2 separate regions of the Mus musculus genome follow, and region 2 is linked to region 1. Evidence: chromatin contacts called from public HiChIP or PLAC-seq data. All regions are on one chromosome and are shown on one strand. Each heading gives the region's core, a stretch centred on a gene start, on an enhancer-like site or on the middle of the called end of the contact. The rest is flanking DNA. Distances are from core to core; before and after follow the strand shown. Region 1 overlaps Gm11266 (predicted gene 11266). Region 2 overlaps Frem1 (Fras1 related extracellular matrix protein 1).

Evidence for each region. HiChIP or PLAC-seq counts read pairs in DNA pulled down with a chosen protein or histone mark.
Region 2: an H3K4me3 HiChIP or PLAC-seq map of embryonic forebrain shows a contact between it and region 1, with 4 times the contacts expected there. The contact joins two enhancer-like sites. A contact is called at or near these places in 3 of 484 Hi-C or Micro-C datasets (embryonic fibroblasts, embryonic stem cells and uterus) and 6 of 115 datasets of contacts at active chromatin or transcription factors (embryonic basal ganglia, embryonic forebrain, embryonic hindbrain and 3 more).

What each region holds. Positions count from the first base shown.
Region 1 is chr4:82,529,297-82,536,880 of GRCm38.p6, forward strand. All of the region lies in intron 1 of Gm11266 (predicted gene 11266), which reads left to right. Among named protein-coding and RNA genes, the nearest start is that of Gm11266, 25 kb to the left of the region's middle. Within about 2 kb of position 3,290, at least 91 of the 459 cell types and tissues checked have an H3K27ac peak or open chromatin away from gene starts, as enhancers often do. A contact at or near this core is called in embryonic basal ganglia, embryonic forebrain and forebrain, where this site is marked.
Region 2 is chr4:82,911,738-82,919,321 of GRCm38.p6, forward strand. Frem1 (Fras1 related extracellular matrix protein 1) reads right to left here. Exons shown (of 37, transcript NM_001198811.2): 30 at 4,894-5,043; 31 at 2,883-3,103; 32 at 2,230-2,277; 33 at 1,796-1,960; 34 at 1,467-1,595; 35 at 795-910. Among named protein-coding and RNA genes, the nearest start is that of Gm33260, 8.2 kb to the right of the region's middle. RefSeq lists an enhancer at 3,636-6,534. Within about 2 kb of position 4,449, at least 52 of the 459 cell types and tissues checked have an H3K27ac peak or open chromatin away from gene starts, as enhancers often do. A contact at or near this core is called in embryonic basal ganglia, embryonic forebrain and forebrain, where this site is marked.

The sequences.
Region 1 (7,584 bases), core at 2,040-4,539:
TGTTAGTCATTACCCACTGCTCATAGACATTACCACCCCTCCATTCTCTTCATCTGCTCATTTGCAAGGGACTGGGAAAGAGAATTAAGGGAGCCCAGAATTATTTAAAAATCATCACTCTGATACTTAGGGTCTGGGAAAGGGATTCAGTAGAGCAGCCGAAGAGTAGATGTCAGTACCGTGCATGAAGAAGTGAGCCAGCCTCCAAAAATATTTGGTAATTGCCTAGCTAAGCGTCTGGGTTTCCAAGAATTTAGCAAATTGAGCTAAGGCTGGAGCACAGCAGGACAGATTACAGAGTCCTCACAGCAGATATTTCTTTTTACACTGGAAAAAAAAATCTGAGACCCAAAATGTCAAGTGATTTGTCCAAGGTCACAACTCAAGTTAGGTATGGCACCTGAATTGGAACTCTAGGTTCAGTTTACAGACCCATACCCAACATACTTCACAGAGGTTGTGTTCTTACATTTGCAGGTTAGCATTCGCTTCTAAAGTCTCACACGTGAACAGTGCAGAATCTATCAGCTGAATTTTTCTGTCTCCAGAGAACCATGTCCTGTGGTAGGAATGAACTCATCACGTACTTCATAAAGGAGAAAGCATTGTGAACTCTAATATACTTGTTTCCCGGCCTATAAATCAGTACATCTAACCAACCCTCAAAAAGTTTAGAGGAATATATATACATATATATACATATATATATATGTATATATATATACATATATATATATATATACATACATATCCACATTCCTAGAAATTCTGATTTAATTACATTGAAGGGAAGCCCAGACAGTGCTTTTATTTTGTTTGTAAGATTTATTTATTACTTTTATATGTATTAGTATTTTGCCCGCATGTATGTATGTGTGCTGTGTGTGAGCAGTGTTCTTGGAGACCAGAAGAGGGTGTCATATTCCCTGGGACCAGAGTTACAGATAGTGGCAAGCTTACTGATTGCCTGGGGAGGGTCTTAACCCACTGAACTCATTGAATTAACAAATGCCTTTCTGCCACCGTACAGCATGAAACCATGTAGTAGATAAAGAACATAAGTCAACAAGAAAATAAGAAAACAGAATCTCAGATTTCTTCTTAAATAGGAGCCCAAAAGAATACAATGGCGGGTTTGGGGGGACTTCAGAGGCTCTTAGCACCCAATGTCACACTCTATGGTCTTTCCCATCTCAGGCAAAGAGCTCTAAAGGACTAAGTGACTACCAGCACTCCCATCTGTCAGAACTGGGGAACTAAAAAGCCTATGCTTGATTGATTGCACAGGTTTTTGACACCTCGGGGATGCTTGGTGCATGGCAGCTGAAGTCTGCATGTGGAAGTCTTTCCAGGAAGAATAGACAAGTGTACTTGTAGTTTACAGAAAGGTGGTACACGCATGTCAGAATGCCCAAATGGGGAAAAACACAAGCAAGTTCTCCCAGCTACACCCTAAGTCTTTGAGAATCTGAGGACAGAGAAGCAAGAGCATGCGGTTGAGAGCTTTGGGAAAGGAGCTGAGGGATCCTCCACTCTGCCGGCATCTCTGTCATCCTCTCCCTCTCCATGGCTGCTGAGGTTGTGATCAGACAGGAAACCCACACAGGAAGCCAGGAAGTGTGGACATGGAGGGTCAGCAGAGCACACAATAAGACCATGGAGAAAGGAAGTTGGAGGTGGGGAGGTTTTCAGTGTGATTCTTCCTCCAGCCTGGAAGTCAGAGGCTCCCCTGGAGCTCCCAGGCCTAAGGAGGACTCCCTGCCTCAGTCAGCCAGAAGGCCTCTGCCCGTGAGTGCTTCCAGATGCACTGATGTGTGGAGCCCAGAACAGCTCCAGAGTCATTGCTGGCTAGGAAGTGACTTCCCGGGAGGGGGAGGAATCAGTCATTTTGACACAAGGTCAAAATACCAAGAAAACAGTATTCCCAATTGGGACTGTTCTGGGCCCAGCGCAAGAGTTCATTAGAACATACTATCCTCTCTCTCTCTCTCTCTCTCCTCTCCTTAGGCTTTCTGGCCAAAGGACTCTGTTGAGCATGCTTCCAAGAGCAGATCTCTGGAGATGGTGGAAGCATGCGCAGAGGGCTGGATAAGGATCTCCCTCTTAACTTTAGAAAGGAAAGACCCCGGAGAGGAGAGAATCCAGTCTAATGATTCTAGGGAAGAACACATGACCTCAAGATGGCACTTGGGCACAGACAGAGTAGACTGCTGGATGGCCCACAGGGTTCAGTCACTGAGTCAGACGGCAGTGAGGTTTCCCTTAGGACATGAAAATCAGACTTGCTCATGAGGCCTAAGCATATGCCAGGCTTGTGTGTGGTGTATTCATGTATGAAAAAACTCTCGTCTTTATAAAATCAACATGGGGGAGGCACATCAGCCTTCCTACACTTGCCTGATCAAGAAGCTGCCAGTCACACCCCTCCCTTCTCTTCTGACTCCCCCCCCCAAAAAAAAAAACCCCGCCACCAAATAAATACACATACATTTACATAAGTATATCTGTACACAGGTGTATATGTTTCTAAACAATCGTTTCAGTGCCTGGGTTTTGTGCAGGCTCTGTCAGAGCGCTGTTACTGAGCTTAGGCTAATCCAGCCCTACTTTCTGATACCATCAGCATTTCTTCATACTGCCCCCATCGCCAAGCAACCAAACAGCAAGAATATGTTTTGCTGCTTCTGGTTTTAACACTCAGCGATTTCTCCCCCTTTAGGAGGGTCCCATCTATGTCCTTGTCTGTCTGTTACTAAAATTAAGAGAAGAAAAGGAGTGGCTGGGGCCAGGGGAAACAAGTTTCCCTGGTTCTGTGCCCTGACCTCACAGTGCACGTGTGGTATGGGGTAGAGCGAGCACTTTCCTGGCCATGTTCTTCCTGACTGTGCAAGCCCTGCCTTACACATCTTCCAACAGTCAAGTGCCCCACCCCCCACGCCCCACACATCTATACTCTCTCTGCTTAAGACCACATCTTCATTCTCTAGACGATTATGTTCCTTCTCTAGTCCTTGGGAAAGCATTCTTTTTACAGTCTCTGTTCTAAACAACTCTCAAGAAGGAACTGAAGCCTAAGCTGCCATTGCCGGGGTACCCCTTACCTCCCATGCCCATGAGGGGTTGAGGGTGGCAGGCCTGTGACTAAATCAATAGCAACCCTTCCTGTGGGTGTGGGTGCCTGGTCTCACCCCTACTGCCGTTTGAAGAAGGGATGCAGGCCTGGGCCAGGCCTTCCTGAGCAGACACAGATGCCTCAGGAGGCATTCTGGCACAAAAGGGGTTATTTGAAAGAAAGCCTGAAAGGGGCCGAGGCTGTTGGCTGGGAGCTGGTTCCACGACACGGCCTCTGCTGCCGACTGTACTTGCCTCTGTCCGCTCTTTCCTTTTTCCATGTCTCCCTCTCCAAAGCTTTCTATTCACCCTACAAAGAAAAGCAATCCCCAGGCAAAGTTGTTTACAGTATTTTATGAAAGTTTGAAGGGGAGGGGGGAAGAAAAAGAAAAGGACTGGATTTGGGGGCAAAGGGGAGGGGGCCTGCTGCAGAGGAGAAGGGGGGGGGGGGTGAGAGAAAGAGAAGGCAGGCATGCATGAGAGTCCCAAGCGGTGCCAAGCTCCGAAGAAAGGGCTGCTGGGGCGGGGAGGGAGCATGCCAGAGCCTTACAGAAAAGGAGCAAAGAGCCGAACAGGAGGGGAAGGCTGAAATTGAAGTGCAAATGGACCTTGGTCCTCCTGGCAGAGACTGCTGCAAAGACAACACAAAAGGGATGCCTGGGCAAGGCACGGGGTCTGGGGAGTGAGGGGGACACTTAAGACAGAGCTGCTGAGATGGTCTAGGAAACAGACAGATAAATACATGCCAGAGGTGTTAGTGTGTGTGTGTGTGTGTGTGTGTGTGTGTGTGTGTGTGTGTGTGTGAGAGAGAGAGAGAGAGAGAGAGAGAGAGAGAGAGAGAGAGAGTCTGAGACAGTGAAATACAGTGAAAGAAAAATGAGACACACACACAGCCAGACCCCAAGAGAGACACAGAGTCACACAGAGAAAGAGAGAAAGGGATTTGGGAGGGGGTGGTAGGGTGGGAGTGGGGTGAGAGAGAAGGTCTCTAGCCAAATGGGGAGACTTGGCAGGTGGACAGGAGCAGCCGGCCAGGCCTTAGCTGTGCTTGCTTGCTGCGTCTAGTCTATTGTCGTCTCAGAGGGGGGAGGGGATTGTTTGTTTGTTTTGTTGTTTGGCCTCTTTGTCTCTTTTGTTCCAAGCAGTTAGTTTGCTTCTTTCCCAGACACTGGGCTGATGGAAAACCTTTATGGATTTTTCTTAAAGGGACAGGATCAGCAAGCACACCCATTTCTCATTCCCACACAGTTCCTACCCAAATAGTTCTAGTTTTCTGTTTTCCTTCCTCCCTCCCTCCCTCCCTTCCTCCCTTCCTTCCTTCCTTCCTTCCTTCCTTCCTTCCTTCTTTCCTTCCTTCCTTGCCTCCTCCTCCTCCTCCTCCTCCTCCTCCTCCTCCTCCTCCTTCTTCTTCTTCTTCTTCTTCTTTTTTGATCCTATTTTTAATGGAGAGTCAGTGTTTGTGCTATTTTATGCCGGATTAACAAGAATAAGTTGGTCAATTTCTTGGTACCCACTAAGCCTCCCCCCTCCATGGTTGCTAGGACATGAGGGGATGAAGGGGGAGACAAAAACAGGAGCACCCTATACACAAGCATAAACTGAAAACCACAACCATCTCTTGCTCCCTTTCCCTCTTAATCCAGGCCTGAGGGTTAGAGGTACACATGGAAGGACCTCACTGAGCAGAGTATGGGCTTTGAAGGGAGAGGTTGCTGGGCACCCTCTCAGCCCAGCTTCCTCTTTCCAAGCCCCCAGATGTTAAGCAGACCACCTCTAGGGGTTCTGAAAGTCTGCCTTGAGTCTCTCTCTGGCCTGGCAGCTCTAACCATCAACACACAGGCCAGAGGTGACTGACTCATTGAAAAGCAAAGAAACCAAACTCAATGGAGGGCTACCTTTAATAGAGAAATAGACACCCCTCATGTCTGACTCCCCACTGGAAAGAACTGTAGACCCCTGCCCTGTCTGACAATAATTCAAACAGGTTTGAGTATAGAGGAGATAGGGTCTGCAAAAGATGACCAAGTCTCCGCCCCCTGTGCTCTCAGTCTTCCTCTCTGGTTCTCCCTTGAGGGATCCAGTCAGCTTTTAGAAAATTTTTTAATCAATCTTTCTTTCCTTTACCTGCCTTAACATCTTCCTAGAAGTGCTGGCTTCTGCCTGTGGATTTGGAGGCAGAGGTTTGCCCTACAAGGGCTAGGTGTTCCTTCCTCCCATCTTAGGAGAGTTGGGGACTTAAGAGACAAGGTCTATGGACCCTTCAAACTTGAGGATAGCCCAGGTACCTCAATTTTTCTCTTCTTAATGCCCTCCCTTGGAAAGGCTTATTGCAAAGCTAGAGCAGAAGTTACCTGTTTTGTTTTGAGGGTCCAGAAAACCACTCCACCATGTAACCTACAATGGAGCTTTCTCTAAAAGGGTTTTGGCTGCAATGTTGACCAACAGTCCTGGCTTGGCCTTAGTGTTGGAACTCTCACCTGCTAAAGGAGTGGGTGTGAGGTAAGTTCCTGGCAGTCTGCATTTGAATCAGGCTTGTGCAAAGTTTGCAGTTCAGAGCCCAGCTGGAAGCCCGTAGCTAAAGGCATGCAAGTTAGAAAGAGAGCCTGCAAAATGGGGTGGGAATAATAGCCACTGGTTCTCTGCGAGTCCATATAGTTTCAAATTCACTATCACATAGTTGACAGGCAGCCATCTAACCCTGAACAAAAATAGAAAACTAATTCTGCTACCCCAGACACTAATCCACCCAGCAACACATTTGTCCCCAGGATGTGATTCTGTCCAGACATCTTCTGTGACTGAGGATAGGAGTCTGTCTGCCATGTGGGAGAATCAAGGCTAAGTGGGTGCCATGACCAAGTTCTATTTCCCTTCCAATAATGTCCTGGTGTTTAGGAAAGCCAGCCCAGGGTCCTTGGACCCAAGAGTAGGAAGCCATGCAGACTTGGGTAGATTTCATTCCATTCCCCACAGGCATCCCAGAAGCCCACAAGAGATCTAGTTTCTCTGGTACTTTCCCCTGGGCTTCTTGGCTTGGAAGTTTACTACCTCAGGGTAGTAAATTTGGACCCCTCAAATATTAAACTTCACCAGTCCTAGACAAAATAACACATTAAGTCACCAATCAAGTGAGTTGAGGTCTTATCTGTTCAAAGTCACTTATTTAGGTTCAGATAGCTGGGTTGGGCAACCCCAAGGGAGTGAACTTGTTCACCTCCAGTTCTCCTGTGTGCCAAGTGCTCGAGACAGTGATAGAACATGGTGTGTTGTCTACCTCCTAAATACTCATGTCTGCCTTGTGCATAGCTCCGAGCTCTGTGTGTGTGTGTGTGTGTGTAAAAAAGTGGGGTACCCCAGGAAGATGAAGCTAGGCCAGGGAGCTAGTCAGGGATTTCCCAGGTCTCCATGGAGGGACAACATGCCCTGCTCCAAGAGTCTATCTTCCAAGCTCCTGACTGGAAAACTGGGAAGCTGTACTCCAGGCTCAGCAGGGTGGAACCTTAAACAAAATTAAAGCAAGGCAAAATAAATTTGAAACCCAACCTACAAGTCCAAGGGTCCCTGCTATAAGCGAGATGGGGGTGGAGAGGGCAGAATGCAAGGGCCTCACAGAGGGGCCAGCGAAGAAAAGAACTTCCTAGACAGCCAGAACCAGTCTGTGCCTTTCAGAGACTCCTGCTCTTCTGCCGGCAAGGTTTGGACTGGGGAAAGGTGAAGGTGGCTGGTGGGTGAGAGGAGAATAGGAGAAGGGGGTAAGGGTGGCTACTTTACTCTCCCTGTCAGAGCTAGCTGAGGCCAACTTTAAGGGGTCAAGGTACCAGAAAACTGCAAGTTTAGATAGCTTGTCCAGTGACAGAGGCTTTGAATTTGCCACAGTCTCTAGATAGGATGTGAAGCTGGGAAGAAGGGAGAGAGAGATTTTTTGGAACACTGGAAACAGGGCCAGACCTTGATACCCTTAAAAATCAAAGAGCCCAAGGTCACATCTGCCCACAGCTCTTGACGTAGGGGCTGGTGACAGTGGGGAGCCTGAACTGGTTCCTAAAGAGAGAGGTAGGGTAAGACCAGGATTCCTGGCTGAGATGGCAAAAGGTACCACTAAGCAAGGGCTCAGAGAAGGAGCAGGGGAAAGCCTGTCTCCCAAGACAGTTTTAGATCGTCCCTCCCGAGGGGCCCAGTCCCCGGTCTCCTCCACCCTTCGAGGGTGGCACACGCGGGAATCTTTGGGCCATTGCTAGCGGTTTCCTGACTTTGCGTCGGGTCATTGCGCACCACGTGCATCAATGGCCCCAGGGGAAGAATTTCGGCTAGCACTCCCTGGAGAAGAGGACTATGCTGGCCCCAGATTGTACAAGCGGGCCACCAACTTCTCCCTGAGCTTCCATAAGGAGTCATGAATCGCAGTGCACGCGAGGCTCGCGGGTTCCATGCTCGCCCTGGCACATCGCTCTCCCTCACTGTTCAGCGCACCAA
Region 2 (7,584 bases), core at 3,199-5,698, 380 kb after region 1:
TTATTCTAGAACTTGGTCATTTACGTGATTTAAGAACAGATTTTTTTTTTCTGAATATGGTTTACCTTTCATTTTCTTAATGGTGTCCTTTGATGAGCACAACCCTTTTAAATTTGATAAAGTATAGGATATGATCAATATTAACTAGAAATTACTGAAGTCTCAATTTCAACAAGAATGCATGCATATTAGTGTAATTGCATTGTTTGGATAATATCCAGGTTATCAAATAAAAAGGTTGGTCAAGGACTGCTACATATGCATTTTCAAACTCCTTCTGGATCAGATGGATTTTGTTGTCATTATCTGACCACAAGTCATCTTTTATTGACTGTTACCCAGTGAGCCTTTGTCCTACTCGCCTGGCTTTATGGGCATCCGTGCCTCCTGCACTGCCAGAGGCTGGATGCCAAGGCCTTTTATTACCAGGTACTTTAAAATCAATAGGCATGGATGTCTGTCATTTGAAGGGGGAACAAAGAGAGATGAGAAAATATCAGAAGCCACCATGCTGCTAACTCAGGAAAGTTGTTAGACTTTTTCTTTAAAACGTGGAAATAAAAGGAAACAGAAAAGAGTGTGACACCAGTATAGCCATAACAGCAAAGACCTTAGCAGACAGAAGTATCAAAGTCAGCCACAAATCCATTCCAAACTACAAACTCCCTTTAGGCTCCTTAGACAAAGCTGGACAGACAGTAGACGTTCAATACTTATTCAATGACTTATGCAGGCCTACATTTCCATGTGAAAATAAGGAAAACGGCAGGCACGTGTGATGTCGGGTTCCTTACTGTTCTCTGCAAGCTCGGGTAGCTGTGGTCCAGGTGCCTTTCTGTCTTGTGACCAAGATGTGACAGTAGCCAGAATGAAGGAGCCATCCACCTGGGCAGGATCTGTCCTCCAGCCCCTGCAAGACAGTTGTGCGTGTTCACCCCGGAATGGACTTGATCATCTGAAGTCGGCCTCATAGTACAAGCCTGTGAGCCTTCTCACTTCAGCGAAGCAGAGGAAGCCCTCGCTGTAATTTCTCATCTTAAGAAATAAATGACTTCTTACTGAAAGGACTACCTCAGTCAGAAATGGTTCAATGTTATACCACTGACATTCTGATAACTAAACAAAATCGACTGGTCTAATACTATATTGTGGATCTTGTTGTTGCTGTTGTTTATTCCCCCAGACTCTGTGTAGTTCAGGCTGTCCTGAAACTCACTCTATAGATCAGGCTGACTTCAAACTCAGAGATCTACCTGTCTCTGCAGGAATTCAAAGCAGGTACCACCACCACCTGGCTTTATACTTTGGATCTTAAAAAGTCACTTCGTACCATGTTTCCCTCATGGCTTTCTAGGTATAATAAGAAAAGACATGTGCGATTTGAGAATCACACATTGAATCACGCTGTAAGCTCATTAAATGGCATATTGCTCATTAAAGGTGCTTAGCTATAGCCAATGTCCCACCTTGGTTTGGGGGCTCCAGGCTTTCCAGGAGATCCCATCACATTGATACAATCTGTGGGTGCTTTCTTCAAAATGAAAGAGTCCCTTTAAGTCCACAGAACAATTCTTTGGAAACAAGGGCCGCAGACCCTGTAGGCAAGAGTGGCAGATTAGAATTGATTTCACGCAAGCTGATAGCAGTTTCCTTCCTTGGGTCTTCATCTACAGTACAACATCTGTGTCAAGTAAACTGTCCCCCAACTTGGGGTCCATTTTGTGAATGAAGTGTGTTTGTGGCCCAGGGAACAGCTTGCTGGAAGGCAAACAGGAAGGAAGGAAGATTTCCATACCTGTCTGAGAAAGTGCAAATCAGTTGTGGATTCCACCTTATCAGCTAGAGGCAGCTCTGCCACCTTGATTGTCCTCTGTGGCTGACTAACAATGGATATTTTGGCCTTCCGTTTGTGAGCTGAGAATCTGTCGCCCTCTAGTTTCAAGGAAACTATACCATGGTACTTGAGGAAAACAGCAAACAAAAACAATGAGAGAAAAATAAACACTGAGAAAGTACACAAACCTTTTAATAATGATAATAAGCATTTAAAAGACAGCATCAAGGCAAAGAGACAAAAAGGATTTTTCTCAATCACCCAATCTTCTTTAAAAAAAAAAACTTTTTCAGAAAAAAAAACTTCGGGAAAATAGAGAAAGAGAAAAATATAATAGTATCACTTCTATGAAGACATCTATGAACTTAAGACATTTGGCAATTCTTTGTGCTTACATTGTAGATGGTGTCTGTCCCATTTCTACAAACAGAGGATGGGAGAACCTGAAAGCAACAAAAGACGTATGTGCGCAAAACCGACTTTAAAAGCAAGTAGCAGTATATTTTAGTAAGGTTCTGAAATAACTGAAAACTTAAAAAGAATATTTCCCGAGACTTTTTTTTTTCATGCCAGGTTCAATAGAATTTTGTAAACCATCATGTCTAACCACAGCTCATGATCATGCTGATTCCTGACAAGCAGGACAGAGAGGTGGCTTTCGTTTTCAGTGCATCTGTAGCACAGAGAGATTCAGGAAAGCACACAGGTACACACGTGCATGCACACACATGTGAGAGTGTGCCTGGTGGGCATCATAGCTTCCACACCCAAGGGGGTCACTTAACCGTGCTTCTGTTCTAGGACCACTGATTGTTCCCTATCTATCTTGATCATAAAAAGGAACCAAAGCAGGATTCACACGGCTGAATGAATGTGCCTACCGCTTCAGTTGGCACAGTTAGTGGAGTGGGTCAGCATAATGATATTTGCACATAAAAGGCACTGCATGACTCCACAAAGCACTCACTATGAGAATCCAAACCGTTCTGCACTGTATCAGCCACTTATCACACATCCCCACACACCCACTCCCAGTCTTCATCCTTACTGATTTGCCATTCCCCTGGGTCATTGTCTTCCTTTGAGTGAGGTCGGTGAGACCAAAACCCTGAAGAGCATCTCCACTGGTGAAAGATGGAGGAGGCCTTTCCAGAAGAGGAGAACCTGAAGTGGTGAGCGAGGATGAGCCTGAGGGCAGCGGATGCCAAGGGCCCTTCCCCCACGTGCTGTGCTTGCTTTGGTTGAAGGAATTTGAAGGATGGCACCGTCCTGGAGGCATGCAAGATGGCAGGCAATCAGTACACTACACAAACACATAAGCAATGGCGTTGACACAGTTCCTGGAACAGCTTGTCATTAAACCTAGACGGATGAATTTCCCACCAGATGTTGCCTTTTTCCCATTTGCCAGAAACTCCCTCTCTCGTCATCAGTTTCCACCTGGGAAAGCGGTATCCCTTCTGCACATGGATGGGGTGATTATAAACTCATGAAATCCATCCCACAAATCATAGATGAAAATCATTGTCATGGCTTGATAATCATTCCAGACGCTTAGGAAACCGGCTCACTTCCCTCCTGTGATCCTCCCCAACATGGAAGGTTTATTCACCGATCAAGTGCCACCCCCTCCCAACACTGGGAAAGGAATCGAGTTTTCCTCCAGTCTTTTAGAGGTACAAACTAGGATTGTTTAAAGGGAGCGGTGAACAAGCAGCAGCTGTAAAATATTTGCAATCAACTCTAAAGGGACAAAACCCTAGTGAATCTTAAGAGAGTCTCTACTAGAAACTTCAACAATGAATATTTCTGGGAAGGTGCAGAAAACAGCCCACCAAATACAAACAAACTAGCCAGTGAAGTGGCTCAGCAGGTGGGGATGTTGACCACTAACCCTGGCTACCAGAGTTTGATCCTGGGAACACACATAAGAGGAGAGAACAGATCCCCACAGGTTGTCCTCTGACCTCCCCACCAAACCATAAGTAAAAAGGAATTAAAGATTAAAGAACAATTACAAAACCTCAATTAACAAGAAAACAAAACGACCTGCCGAAAGAACCTGGCTGAATATTTATTTTATTTTTAGCAGCACGGAGATTCAACCACGGAGCCTTTTGCAGGCTAAGCAAGCACTCTGCCACTGAGCTACGTTCCAAGTCCAGAGCATTTTTGTTTGTGTATATTTCCCACACTCAATGTGAGTGGAAATTCCTGCTGGCCAAGAAGTACACGTGGTGTGGAGAAAAGGGGGATGAGAGATGTCATGGAAATGTGGGTGTACAGAGCAAAGGAGACAACACCCACTTTTATTATAAGGTAAGCAAGGGGACACCAGATTATAGGTAAGGAAGAAAACTGCAGATCACGGGGCATGACAAGCATTTAAAAAAGGCTTGAAATCGAGTGTCACGCTGGACACATAAAGTGTCACATAGATAAGGAACTGGAAGCAGAAGGACTTTGGCAGAACAAACCCTCAGAGCGCCAAGGGCTTTGCTTTTCGTTTTATTTGTAGGTTGCTCTCTAGCAGGCTCTTCCCAGAACCGTTTGGCTCTGCCTCACCAAGTCATTCATTAGTATTCTCCAGCTGCCCCCTGAATCCCCAGCCAGCTGCATCTTCACGTCTGTTTTCCTCCAATTCCTTCCCTTCTTAGAATTTTCCTGGTCACACTACAGTGGGGGCTCCTGTTTTGGGCACTGAGAGCTCTCCTTAACAGAGGAAAGATAATTACAGCCCTGCAAACTCAGGGGGGAAATAATTGTCCATAGATTCTCACCAACATTGTTTCCCCCTTGGTGAGAACAACAAATGGTTAGAAAAAAGCAACCAGGGCTCTGACTTGTTGCTTCGCTGCAGCCATTGCTCTTAGCAGGAGGAAAAACCACATGAAGCACACACCAGAATAAAGAACCCGGGAGTCATGGTGCAGGCGGCTTTCTTGACAAGAAATTACGCATTTTGATTTGAAGGCGTTATCAAGCATGTTGGCTGCTGCAAGCCAGCAGCCATGGCGCCAGGACTGCTCCTGATTTCAAGACGAGGATCAAAAGAATACCTCCTTTTGAGTCCAAAATTTTCACCGCCGCTTTTGTCTGCGTGCCAAGAACCGCATTCACAGGGGAGTTCAGAATTACTTCAAAGACCTCATCATCTTCCTCTAATCCGTCATAGGTAATTGCTATATTCCACATCTTAGTTGACATTCCTACAAGAAGTAAACATTTTAATTACTCTTTAATTGCTATTTCAATCACCTAGGTGTCAGAGAAATATATTAATTAACATGTCTACCGCTAGACTGCAGTAGCCCGAGTGAGCTATTGTACTGCCACCAACTCACTGAGGCCCTGCTGTTCTCCCAAATAATATAAAAAGAGTGCATTTGTTCCTGGACAATGATGACCGGCCTTCAATGCAAACACTGTAACAAAAAGTAAGCAGCATTACACAGGGGGAGGATAAAAGGTTAGTAGACAAAATCCCAGACATAATTTTTCTTCCAACCCCACCCCCTCTGTGCCTTAGAATAAATAGTTACTACGATTTGAAAATCTTAATAGTTGCAAAAATCTTAAGAGGGTGCAGCAGACAGAAGTGATTTTTGGATGGTACTTCAGGCACCTCACAGAATCCTTGACGTGATTCATGTACTCCAACTGCTGCCTGCATCGGCTGCTATCACCCCCACCCCCAGATCTTCTAGCCCATGGATGATTTTTCTGATTGATGCAATGTTCAATAGTTGCATACTCTCCTAGAGAGAATGTATGGGCTGAGGATTGTACCCATAGACTGGTCCAGCCTCCATGTCCCCTCTTTGTGTCTAACATGGAGTACAAACAAGTTTATTCCACATAACCTTCTGAACTTAACATAACTCTTCATTCGCTAAGATATCCCAGCCAATCTGTCCCATCAGGATGGAAGGCAAATTCAAATCGGAGACACAAAGTACTCAGGCTAGAAGACACTTCTGAAACAGTCTCAATCTCCAGCAGTGTGCATGATGGGAACTGTGAAACATCTTCCTGACTTACTTAGAAGGGAAGGTGAAGGCAGAGGTAAGCAAGCTGAAGGCTGCTTGGTGGCATAAGAGGCAGAGACAGGGACAAAGGACAGTAAGTTTACAGTTTAGGCTCTAGAGCAAAGCTTGGAAGTCTGTCCTGCCTCCCCTGCCTATGGGTGCTTCCATATCCATAAGTCTTTCTCTATACAGTGGCTAAACACTCTTTCCCAGCCTTCTCTTCTGAAAACTGACTTTTTTGCTTGCATGCTGATATGTCTGTTACTCTGTCACCTACATGACAGCCACCTTCTCAAAAGTATGTCTCATAGAGTTCTTATGGCCCATTCAGCATATCATGGATCCCTGCAGCATTCATTAGAAAGGATAAATTGTTCACTTCTGAACTGGGCTGCCTTTATAGGGAAAATGGGGGCATCTGCAGTCATTTTGGTAAAGAACAAGCTGGTGTCCGATTTATGATGCTTTCAGCATCTTCTGTGGTCTCAGATGATCTCTTTTTACAGTCTTTGCAAAATCAGAAGTTGAACTATCTAATATAAGACATTAACTAATTCCCAACTCACTGATGGACGAGTGGGTCTGCCAAAATGTGTGTTTTATCCCTAAGTGCTTCCCTCTGCACTAGACGCTATGGAGAACACCAGACATGCAGCATAAGCCAAGCTCTGACCTAAAGGAGTTTGAAACTTTTTGGAGGAGACAAATTGTCTTTGGGTACCCAAGAAGATTGGTCTCAGGACTCCCACTGAATGCCAACATCTGCAGCAGTTGCTTAAGTCCCTTGTATACATACCCTGTGCAATTCTCTTGTAAACTTTAGACCATCTGTAGATTGTTTATAATAGCAATATAATGAACACTTTGCGAATCTTGTACCTTGACCCAGTTAATGACAAGAAAACCAAAGGGTTCACAGTCATTACAGAAAGAATGTTTTTTTTTTCTGATTATTTTTTGATTTGTGTTTGGTTGACTAGGTGGATATGGGACCCAGGGATTCTGCAGCTCTTCTTCTTACCAGAAAAGTCAAGTAACTATTAAAAGCTACGTGTGATTAGCTGAAAAAATATACAGAATGCAGTGTGTGCACTAACTAGATGCCTATAGGATCCACATGTACAGATCAGAATGCAGTGTGTGCACTAGATGCCTGTAGATCCACATACACAGATTTGGAGGGAAGAAATGAGAAGCAATCTAAGGAAGTTAGCAAAGTTGAGGTTTGGGTCAGGGCAGTGGTAAATAGATCAGCTGGATGGGGAAGTTGCATCTGGGGAAAAGAGGCCACGGGTTGCAGGGAGATTCTATTCTATAGCTGTGTTACACCAAGTGGCTAGGTTTGGGCTTTAGACAATGGTTAATGAGGGAGGACATCACTGACATTCTGAAAGCAAACACTTTAGCAAAGTGAATTTGAGTGTCTGTGTGAAGGTTGGGTACCCAGAGACTCTGGGACGTTAGAGGCAGCCGTGGAAATAAAATGAGATGGGCAATGAAGAGGGATGAAGGCTGAGATTGTTAATATTCAGAGAACTGTTCTGACCACCAAGCATCATAAGGTTAGGTACAATTTAAATAAAAATCCAACACACAGAGACATATTTCCACATCTCAAACAGTTGTCCTCCTATTTGAAAATTTATTTCAGAAAGAAATGATAGTATCACTTTTTAAACAAACCAACCAACAAAACAACAAAAAGGCCTTTAAAGTTTTCAC